Linked DNA regions of Sus scrofa: all the other regions are linked to region 1. Evidence: chromatin contacts called from public Hi-C and HiChIP or PLAC-seq data. All regions are on one chromosome and are shown on one strand. Each heading gives the region's core, a stretch centred on a gene start, on an enhancer-like site or on the middle of the called end of the contact. The rest is flanking DNA. Distances are from core to core; before and after follow the strand shown.

Region 1 (3,699 bases), core at 398-2,897:
TGTGAGAATCGGGTTTCCCATTGCCACTTCCTTGAGATGGCAACATGTTCTCATTCTGGCCCTGATTACTGCCTATTACTAGCAAGATCACATATTCTCCTGGAGCATGGTTTTTTAAAATTCTATTGAAGTATAATTGATTTACAGTGTTTTGCTTTCTGCTGTACAGCAAAGTGATTCAGTTATACACATGCACATATCCGTTCCCATGTAAGTTATCACAGAATATTGGGTAGAGTTCCCTGTGCTATACAGTTCCCATTGACCCTCCATTCCATATACCATAGTGTGCCTGTGCTGGTCCCAAGCTCCCAATCCTTCCCTTCCCTGAACCTTCCCCCTTTAGTGATCACCGGTTTGTTTTCAAAGTCTGCGAGTCTGTTTCTGTTTTGTAAATAAGTTCATTTGTATCATTTCTTTAGATTCCACATATAAGTGATATCATATGATGTTTGTCTTTGTCTGACTTAGTTCACTTAGTATAATCATCTCTAGGTCCATCCATGTTGCTGCAAATGACATTATTTCATTCTTTTTATGGCTGAGTAATATTCCATTGTATATATATACCATTGTGTGTGTGTGTGTATATATATATATATATATATATATATATCCATTCCTCTGTCAGTGGACACTTAGGTTGCTTCCATGTCTTGGCTATTTTAAATGGGGCTGCAGTGAATATTGGGGTGCCTGCATCTTTTTGAACTACGGTTTTCTCCAGATATATGCTGAAGAGTGGGAATGCTGGATCACATGGTAGTTCTATTTTTCGTTTTTTTGAAGACCTCCTGGGACTGCAGGGTTGCTTCACTCTGAGGGCTCTGTAGTTGCAAAATGAGCTGTGCTGCTTCAGGTGTTCCTACTGGATTTGAGGTTCCATGGGTTGAAGCCCCTGCTTTTCTCACCCAGGTTTTTCTCAGGAGGAGTAGGACATGACTCAGCCACAGAGGAACAGAGGGGTGTGTGCCCACTTGGGCGCTTTGTGTGTTGTTGATCCTTGACCCTGCCAGTAGAGGGCAGCAGAGCAGCCCAACTTCTGTCCAGGTTTTCATTATTTTAATAGCCTCATGAGGGTGCCTTTTCAACTCATCCCCCATGTGTTTGCTCTCAAAAAATGGTTGTTTTTCTGGAAGATTTGGGTTCCAGCCACTGGGCAAAGATTACCACCCCCCCCCAATTATGAGCTAGTGTAAAAAGTGATTTTAGGTGATTTTAGGAAAATCGTTCTCTACTTTTTTTTTACTCTTTTTAAAAAATTTTACATTGGAATGTAGTTGATTTACAATGTTGTGTTTCAGGTGTACAGCAAAGTGATTCAGTTATACATGTACATATTTCCATTCTTTTTCAGATTCTTTTCCCATATAGGGTATTATAGGATATTGGGTAGAGTTCCCTCTGCTATGCAGTAGGTCCTTGTTGGTTATCTATTTTATATATTGTAGGGTGTATCTGTTAATCCCAGACTCCTAATTTATCCCTCCCCCTCAGTTGCCGTCTGCTTTTGAAGGGGGATCATACCACTTACTCACCTTGAATGGACACTGTCTGAATTTGAACTTTTAACCAGGCCATTCTCTTCTATGAAGCAACCTTGGTGACTAAGACTCCCTTTGTGGAATAAAGGGTGACCTCACCCAGCCCTGTCTGTTCCCAGGGTGGACGCTCCAGGCTGCTGTATCCATCTGCAATACAGTAGTGTCATTACAGCGTCTTGTGCAAAATGGTGATGGTGAAAGAACAATTTCTTCTATTGTTCACCAGCCTTGTCTGGAGGAACATTTAATTACCAGCTTGTGGTAGTTAAGGAGAAAAAAAGGTTCTTGAAACTCGGGGGGCTTTGATGGTTTAAAATTAAGCCTGTGTGTAGGAAAATAAGATCTGTGTGTGGGAAGAATTTAGGGGGAATGGTTCGGGTACTAATTTATACACTTGAAGTGTGTATTTATGAAGGAGTCCTGGATAAGAATAACATTGTAAAAGTCAAAGATGCTGAGGAAGCCCAGGGTGAAGGTAAAGAGGTCTGGTTTATGTTCCCCAGCATGGTCTTGGTCATTGGCAGTGCTCCTTGTTCATAGAATCCCCACAAAAAATCTCGATCATCTTCGAACTAAAAACTTTGACTATTGGAAGATCTAGACTATGAGACATGCACTAGACACGTGACTTTTTGCCTTTTGAAATCTTTCCTTCTCTTAATTTTTTCCCCCCAGAAATCTTGGTCTGTTTCTAGGGAAACCCTAGCTAGGAACTTTCCTTATATCAGCTTCTGCTTATAAAATGAGAACAATCCTGATTTTTATGTCACATTTGCTCTTCCCTGTCAGCCAGCCCCTCATCACCTGGCCATCTTGGGTTCACTCAGAGAGTCTGGGGTATTTACGTGGAGAATAGTCCTTGGTCCTCGACATAGAGTATGGGGTCAGAGAGTGTCAGGGCACCATTTCCAAAGGTAAGTGTCTCTTCTTTCTACTCTTTTTTGGAGAAGATTTCCAAAGGGAGCATTGGTTTAAATCAATGAAAATACTGGCTTAGGTTACCCTGAATTTTGTAAACAAGTTGGAGTACTTTGGTTGAACCATAGGAATGCCAGGATTCTACATAGCTTGGCTGTTCTTAGACTAGGGATAGGTTTTTCTACTACAGGAGTCATTGACTCAAGGGGAGAAACCTCATAAACTGGTTGAAAGGCAGACAATCTTAAAGGAAACTTATCCAAATCTTAAAAATAAGGCAGGAGTTCCCGTCGTGGCGCAGTGGTTAACGAATCCGACTAGGAACCATGAGGTTGCAGGTTCGGTCCCTGCCCTTGCTCACTGGGTTAACAATCCGGCGTTGCCGTGAGCTGTGGTGTAGGTTGCAGACGCGGCTCGGATCCCGCATTGCTGTGGCTCTGGCGTAGGCCGATGGCTATACCTCCGATTCAACCCCTGGCCTGGGAACCTCCATATGGCGCGGGAGCGGCCCAAGAAATAGCAACAACAACAACAAAGACAAAAAGACCAAAAAAAAAAAAAAAAAAAAAAAAATAAGGCAAAAAGTGATTACTAGGTGCCTTTTCAGTATGCTGCTGAAACGTTGTCTAGCAAGCCTACCAAAGATCATCCAATATTCTAGTAAATATTTTAGCCTTTGCAGGCTCTCTGGTCTCTATGGTAATTACTAAACTCTGTTGTATTGTGAACGCAGCTGTAAACAACACATGAACAAATGCATTCAACTGGAGTGGTTAGAGAACCTGACTGGCATCCATGAGGATGTGGGTTCAGTCCCTGGCCTTGCTCAGTGGATTGGGAATCTGGCGTTGCTGTGAGCTGTGGTATAGGTCGCAGATGTGGCTCAGATCTGGCATTGCTGTGGCTGTGGCATAGGCCAGTGGCTACAGCTCTGATTGGACCCCTAGTTGCCTGGAAGCCTCCACATGCCCTAAAAAGACAAAAAGACCAAAAAAAAAAAAAAATCATTCAACTGTGTTCCAATAAAACTTTACTTTTGGGCATTGACATTTGAATTTCATATAATGTTCAGGTGTCATAAAATACTTTTCTTTTGATTCTTTTCAACCATTTGAAAATATAAAAAATAATGTATCTTTCATAGGGCCTATGAAAGCAGGCTGATATTAATAAGTTGCAAATGATTTTTGTCCAATTAAAACATGATTTCTCCCAGGTAGAAAAGGACTAAAGGGTA
Region 2 (3,699 bases), core at 893-3,392, 100 kb before region 1:
CTGAACTACCAAAAAAGACTGAGATGGCCAGGGTAAGGCCTGGACAGTCTTATAGAGCATTCCTCAGGACTTACTCATTCAAGGCAAGTTCTCATTTTCTTTACAGCTTTACTGGAGATACACACACACACACACACACACACATATAGCTTTTTAGGGCCGCACCTGCAGCATATGGAAGTTCCCAGGGTAGGGATCGAATTGGAGCTACATACAGCTGCTGCCACAGGCACATCAGATCCGAGCTGAGTCTGTGACCTACACCACAGCTCACAGCAACGTGGGATCCTTAACCTACTGAGCAAGGCCAGGGATCAAACCCATACCCTCATGGTTCCTAGTCGGATTCGTTTCTGCTGCACCACGACCGGAACTCCAGTTGTTCTATTTTTAATTTTTTTTTTTTAGGGGGCTGCCTCATGGCATATGGATCCTAGGCCAGGGATCAGATCTGAGCGGCAGTTGCAACCTATGCCACAGCTGCAGCAACGCTGTATCCATTAATCCAGTGTGCCTGGCTTGAACCTGTGGATTGAACCTATGTCGCAGCACTCCAGAAACACCATCAATCCCATTGCACCACTGTGGGAATTCCTATTTTTAAATTTTTGAGGCATTTCCAGGCTGTATTCCTCTAGGCTGGGTCAATTTACACTCCTACCAACAATGTGCAAGGGTTCCCTTGTCTCCTCATCCTCCTGGACACTTTGTTATTTCTTGTCTTTAATGATGGCTGTTCTGACAGGTGTGAGGTGATATCTGGTACTTTTGATTTGCATTCCCCTGATGATGAATAATATTGAGCATCTTTTCCTGTACCTTGTTGGACCCCATTCTCATCTCGTCCTGCAGTCATAAAAGTGTGAAAGCCCTTGGAAGTCAGTTTAGAATAAATTGTTGTGGAGTCCCTGGGGCCTGGCAGTTAAAGGGCCCATTAAAGCCATGACTATGGCAATAATAATAATAATAATGAATAAAATAAAATAAATTGTCGCAGATGCCCAGAGTAATCACCTGAGGGCAGTGCAGCATGAGGATTATTCAGCCAGCATCGCAGACTCATCAGATCCTCAGGGGATACCTTCTAGGACCCCACTGGATGCCTGAAGCCACAGATAGTACCAAGCCCTGTATATACTATATTTTTTTCCTACACATACATATACACCCATGATAAAGTTATTATTAAGGTTGCACCTGTGGCATATGGAAGTTCCTGGGCTAGGGGTTCAATCAGAGCTGCAGCTGCCAGCCTATACCACAGCTACAGCAACACCGGATCTGATCTGTAGCTCCAACCTATGACACAGCCTGTGCCAACACCAGATCCTTCACCCACTGAGCGAGGCCAAGGATGGAACCCACATCCTCATGGAGACTAGTCAGATTCTTAACCCACTGAGCCACAGGAACTCCCCCCAATAAAGTTTATAAGTTAGGCACAGTAAGAGAATAACGACAATAATTAGTAAAAAAAAAAAAAAAAAATGACAATTATAACAATATACTGTGCTAAAATTTATGTGATTGTGGTCTCTCAAAATGTCTTATTTTATTTATGTTTCATGCCTTTTCCATCTTAACTAAGCACTTATCATGCACTGTGGTCAAAACTTTTGCAATTTGATGTGTGACAGCAAAACTAGCATGAATTTCTTTTTCCTTCTTCACAATTTCACAGGTGGAATATTCATGTGTAGATCTTAGCACCCTCAGCATTCGATTTTTTTTTCTTTCCTTGTAAAGTTGAGAACTTTTACCTTTTCACTTAAAGGAATAACTTTATGGCTTCTCTTTGTCATAATCCATCCTGCTAACGTCACTACTCTTGCACACTGGGGTAAAAGAAAGGTGACTTGCACACAAGCACTGCAGTACCTTGACTGTGGGTCTGAGACCTTAGGCGGCTGCTAAGTAACTAAGGGGCAGGAAATGCCAGACAAAGGGAAGATTCACATCCTGGGCGGGACAGAGTTGGTCAGTGCAAGATTTTATGAGATTACTCAAAACAATGTACCATTTAAATTTACGACCTGTTTATTTCTGGAATTCCCCATTTTGTATTTCCAGACCACAGTTGACCACAAGTAACCAAAGTCATGGGAAGTGAAACCTCAACTCAGGGGACACTGCTGCGCTCATCAAGGGCATATCATGCGCTAAGGGGAGCTTGTCACCAGGGCACTGAGCTGCCCTGGGAAGTCAGGGAAGGCTTCCTTGAGAAGGTGACCCTCGAAGTATGTATCAGGAGGTGACTAAGTAGGGGAGGGAAGAGTGTCCCAAGGCCTGCTCTGCACTGGCTGAGCCTCATGAGTGAGGAATTAAAGGACGGGGCGGGGAGGTGGCGGGTCCTAGCTGAGAGGGTGAGTGGCATGTAGAGCAGACCCTAGTTAGAGCTGAGTTTCTAGATTCTGCTACGTTTATTCAAAGGCTACTCTGTGCCAGACACTTTCCCATAACCTCCTCACTTCAAGGCAGGCAATAACAGTCCAAATTCACAGAGGAACAGAGGCATGGTTCCCACCAGCCTTTCCTCAAGCCACGCCCCCTTCCCTGACTGTTCTGTTCTGTTCTTTTCCTTTTTCCTTCTCTTCCCTTTCCTTTCCTTCCTTTCTTTTTCAGCTGCACCCGTGGCATATAGAAGTTCCCAAGCTAGAGGTGGAATTGGAGCTGCAGCTGCAGGCCTACACCACAGGCATGGCAATACTGGATCTGAGCCACATCTGTGACGGACAACTCAGCTTATGGCAATCCTGGATCCTTAACCCACTGAGCAAGGCCAGGAATCAAACGTGCATCCTCACAGAGACAGCGTTGAGTCCTTAACCCACTGAGCCACAGCAGGAACTCCCCAGAGACTGGTCCTTTTCTCTAGCAGCTGCTAGGTCCTGCCTTTCCTTCAAGGCATAGGGTCAATTCCCTCTTCAAGTTGAATGTCATTGGCCTTGCTGTGCATATGTCCTGTCTTCTCCTCTACCCTGAATCTCCCTGAGTTAGAGGTTCTGCTAATATCTCAGTGTGTCCCATTGACAGCCTGGAGCTGACATCTACGTGGTGCTGTGACCCAGCTGGCTCCAGTCTTAGAGTACTGTTGAGGACATGCAGAAAGACATGGCACTGTGGCAGATTTTCACCATGGCTCCACTCTGAACCCACCTTGGCCCTGAGACTTCTTTTTTTTTTTTGTCTTTTTAGCTATTTCTTGGGCCGCTCCCACGGCATATGGAGGTTCCCAGGCTAGGGGTCGAATCGGAGCTGTAGCCACCGGCCTACGCCAGAGCCACAGCAACGCGGATCCGAGCCGAGTCTGCAACCTACACCACAGCTCACGGCAACACCGGATCCTTAACCCACTGAACAAGGGCAGGGACCGAACCCACAACCTCATGGTTCCTTAACAAATCCTTAGTCGGATTCATTAACCGCTGCACCACAACGGGAACTCCTTGGCCCTGAGACTTTACAGACTCTGCTGTCAGGGCTCAGCCTGTGACTGGCTTTGCAGTGTGACATGACAAATGACGAAGTGCCAGGTCCAAGCCTCATAAGTATTTGCCAACTTGACTTCTCCTCTCCCTTTGCTCTTTTTAGTCCATTTCCAGGAGATAACATGAATTGTATTTTAAATAGTTTACTGTATATAGTAGCTCAAATTCTTTATTTTTTATTTTTAAAATTTTATTTTGAGGACCACATCTG
Region 3 (3,699 bases), core at 854-3,353, 97 kb after region 1:
ATTTGTTAACCACCGAGCCATGATGGAAACTCCTAAAAATACTTTCTCTTTTTTTTAAAGTGTAGTTGATTTACAATGTTGTGCTAATTTCTGTTGTACAGCAAAGGACTTAGCTACACATGTATATATGTGTGTGTGTGTATATATGTGTGTGTGTGTGTGTGTATGTGTGTGTGTGTATACATTCTTTTTTCTTTTTTTTTTCCTTCTTTTTACAGAAGTGTATGGAAGTTCCTAGGCTAGGGGTTGAATCAGAGCTGCAGCTGCCCGCCTACACCAATCCACAGCAACACCACTTCTGAGCTGCATCTGCGACCTACACTACAGCTTGCAGCAATGCCAGATCCTTAACCCACTGAGCCACAAAGGGAACTCCCTATTTCATCATTTTTTAATTGATATACATGTTGTTACTGTTTTCTCTGGGTCATCTGAGAGGAAGTTGCAGTTCCTCCAGCAGTACTTCAGTGTGTATTTCCTAAGAAGAACTTTCTCTTACAAATTGAGGTACAGTTCTCTCCATCAGGAGGTGAATAACACCCGTCTTACCGTCTAATGTAGCAGCCTTACTCACATTTCACCAAGTGACCCACTAGTGTCCTTTCTCTGGTCTAGAGCCACATCCCAGGTCGGTGTTGCCTTCTGTAGTCATGTGTCTTTAATCTCTTCAATCTTTTTAATTTAATTTTTAATTTTATTGGAGTACAGTTGATTTACAATATGGTGTTAGTTTCAGGTGTACACAAAAATGATTCAATTATACATACATGTAAATCTATTCTTTTCCATAGAGGTTATTACAGAATATTGAGTAGATTTCCTTGTGTTATACACTAGGTCCTTGTTGATTATCTGTTTTGTATATATTAGTGTGTAAATGTTAATCCCAAATTCCTGATTTCTCTCTTCCCCCCACATTTCCTCTTTGATAACCATAAGTTTATTTTTTGAAGTCTATGAGTCCGTTTCTGTTTAGTAAGTTATTTGCATTACTTTTTAAATTATATTCCACATATAAGTGATATCATATGATATTTGTCTTTCTCTGACTTACTTCACTTAGTATAATCATCTCTAGGTCCATCCATATTCCTGCACATGGCATTATTTCATTCTTTTTTATGGCTGTGTAGTATTCTATTGTATATATGTATCTTGTCTTCTTTCTCTTTCTCTTTTTTTTTTTTTTCTTGGCCATGCCCATGGCATGTGGAAATTCCCAGGCCAGGGACCAATCCCACACAGCTCCCAAACCACTGCAGTGACAGCACTGGACACTTAACCTGCTGGGCCGCAGGAGAACTCTTGGATCACATCTTTATCCATTCCTCTGTCAGTTGACATTTAGGTTGCTTTCATATGTTGGCTCTTGTGAATAGTGCTGCAGTGAATACTGAGGTATGTATATCTTTTCAAATTATAGTTTTGTCTGGATATATGCCAGGAGCAGGATTGCTGGATCATAAATGGTAGCTCTATTTTTAGTTTTTTAAGAAACCTCCATACTGTTCACCATAGTGGTGCACCAATTTACATGAATCAGTCTTACTTATCTTTCCTGACCTTGATGTTTGTGAAGAGTCCAGGACAGCAGGCCCCATCACTGGAGTTTAAAGTCAGTTTGGAGAGACCCTCTGATTCTCAATATTTTGTAACTACAGTAGAGGCAAAGGGAAAGAAAAAAAACAGAAAAGAAAATGTTTTTGGACCATTGTGACCTTATCTCAATTTTAATACTTTTGTTTTCACAAATGTCCTTTTTGCAAACTTCCTATCTGAAGGTAACTGTTCTAGCTGAGCTTTAACTACCCTGTTCTGTTAAGAAAACCAAAAAAACAGCTCAAAGTTCCCATGCTTGGGACAAAGGCTGAAATTGATTAAGGGGTTCTTATCTACCAAGTCCTGTTCTGTGAACGTGCATGAATTACCTCGCTTAATCCTCACAACAGCCTCACATTTAGGTGCTATTAGCTTTCATATTTTTTGCCCAGCATCTGAGTGCACTGTCGGATACAGAGTTCAGCAGAGGTCTTAGCTATTCGCCAGAAGGCGTGCTCCATCTCCCAGGGTGAAGGCTTGTTTCCGGTTGACACCTATACAACCCCAGCCTTTGTATTTGAGTGGCCATGCGGCTAGTTGTCACCAGTGCAGTGAGCGTAGAAGTGCCATCATCACTTCCTGTTTGAGGCTTTAAAGAGGCAGAATTCTCTCGTCATTGTCTGCTGTATGAAGAGGACTCTAAGACCCTATTGTTCATATTTAAAAATAAGGAAACAGGGAGTTCTCTGGTGACTCAGTGGGTTGAAGATCTGGCGTTACTGCTGTGGCATGGGTTCAATCCCTGGCCCAGGAACTTTGGCATGGGGTGGGCACGACCAAAAAAAAAAAATAATAAGGAAACAGAAACCATCTTAGGGCTAGAGACAGCCTGCTTCTCCTGGTCCTGCCTCTGAAGAGCCTTCTCCAGCTCCCCCATCTAAAGTGGTTCCCCCAACTCCACCCTAACCACCCCATCACCCTGTTCCATTCTGCTTTCTTCCCAGAACTTCTTTAGCTGAAATCCCCTTGCTCATGTCATCATTACCCACTGATGGTGAGTCTTTTCTGCCAGGACCTGAACTGTGAAGGGGCAGTGACCATCCTGTCGAGGTCACTGCAGGGTGCCTGAAATTTAGAAAGCACTCCTAATCTTTTTTTTTTTTTAACCACTTTAAAAAAATTAAAGAGTAGTTGGAGTTCCCATTGTGGCTCAGTGGGTTAAGAACCTGACTAATATCCATAAGGATGCAGGTTTGATCCCTGGCTTTGCTCAGTGGTTAAGGATCTGACATTGCTGCAAGCTGTGGCATAGGTCACTGATGCTGCTCAAATCCAGTGTTGCTGCTGTGGCTGTAGCGTAGGCTGGCAGCTGCAACTCCAGTTGCATCTCTAGTCCAGGAACTTCCATATGCTGCAGGCTTGGCTGTAAAAAGAAAAAAAAAAATTAAAAGTATAGTTGATTTACAAATGTTGTGCCAATTTCTGCTATACAGCAAAGTGACTCAGTTATACATATATATACGTTCTTTTTTTATATTCTTTTCCATCATGTTCTATCCCAGGAGACTGAATATAGTACCCTGTGCCAGTCAGTTTCTCTTTTGTGGATAGGTTCATTTGTGCCATTTTTTTAGCTTCCAAATATTAGTGATACCATATGGTATTTGTCTTTCTCTTTCTGACTTACTTCACTTAGTAGGATCGTCTCTAGGTTCGTCCATGTTGCTGCAAATGGCATTATCTCATTCTTTTTTATGGCTGAGTAATATTCCATTGTATATATGTATGACATATTCTTTATCCATTCCTCTCTTGGTGGGCATTTAGGTTGCGTCCATGTCTTGGCTGTTTGAATAAATAAATGGCCCTCCTCTTCTAAATTCCTTTTTTTTTTTTTAAGTATCTTTGCCCACTTTCCTCCACTGTGTCATCAAGATCGTGAGCAATGCATCATTCCGTAGAAGAACCCATGAAGGCACTAAAAGTGAGTGCTGCTGCTGGGCTCATAAGCTGGCCTTTGGCTCCTCCTTCTAGGAATGATGCTAAATGTGCCTGTTTCACTTTCTTACCACCTTAGCCCCACAATCTCAGGTTCCCAGGGCTTCAAAGACTTATCTCCTGTAGTCTCTGAGATTTTCTTCTGTGTGTAGATACCCATTC

Evidence for each region. A called contact is a pair of places that touch in the nucleus more often than the background predicts. HiChIP or PLAC-seq counts read pairs in DNA pulled down with a chosen protein or histone mark.
Region 2: a contact with region 1 is called in a Hi-C map of alveolar macrophages, with 2.0 times the contacts expected there. The contact joins two enhancer-like sites. A contact is called at or near these places in 7 of 47 Hi-C or Micro-C datasets (alveolar macrophages, embryonic fibroblasts, fetal liver and 4 more).
Region 3: a contact with region 1 is called in an H3K27ac HiChIP or PLAC-seq map of alveolar macrophages. The contact joins two enhancer-like sites. A contact is called at or near these places in 1 of 5 promoter capture datasets (liver), 14 of 47 Hi-C or Micro-C datasets (alveolar macrophages, blood, embryonic fibroblasts and 8 more) and 2 of 2 datasets of contacts at active chromatin or transcription factors (alveolar macrophages and skeletal muscle).

The regions. Positions count from the first base shown.
Region 1 is chr13:18,288,609-18,292,307 of Sscrofa11.1, forward strand. All of the region lies in intron 1 of CMTM8 (CKLF-like MARVEL transmembrane domain-containing protein 8), which reads left to right. Among named protein-coding and RNA genes, the nearest start is that of CMTM8, 47 kb to the left of the region's middle. Within about 2 kb of position 1,648, at least 7 of the 83 cell types and tissues checked have an H3K27ac peak or open chromatin away from gene starts, as enhancers often do. A contact at or near this core is called in alveolar macrophages, where this site is marked.
Region 2 is chr13:18,187,264-18,190,962 of Sscrofa11.1, forward strand. No RefSeq gene overlaps it. Among named protein-coding and RNA genes, the nearest start is that of CMTM8, 54 kb to the right of the region's middle. Within about 2 kb of position 2,143, at least 15 of the 83 cell types and tissues checked have an H3K27ac peak or open chromatin away from gene starts, as enhancers often do. A contact at or near this core is called in alveolar macrophages, where this site is marked.
Region 3 is chr13:18,385,263-18,388,961 of Sscrofa11.1, forward strand. The region is part of intron 1 of CMTM7 (CKLF like MARVEL transmembrane domain containing 7); the gene reads left to right. Among named protein-coding and RNA genes, the nearest start is that of CMTM7, 15 kb to the left of the region's middle. Within about 2 kb of position 2,104, at least 10 of the 83 cell types and tissues checked have an H3K27ac peak or open chromatin away from gene starts, as enhancers often do. A contact at or near this core is called in alveolar macrophages, where this site is marked.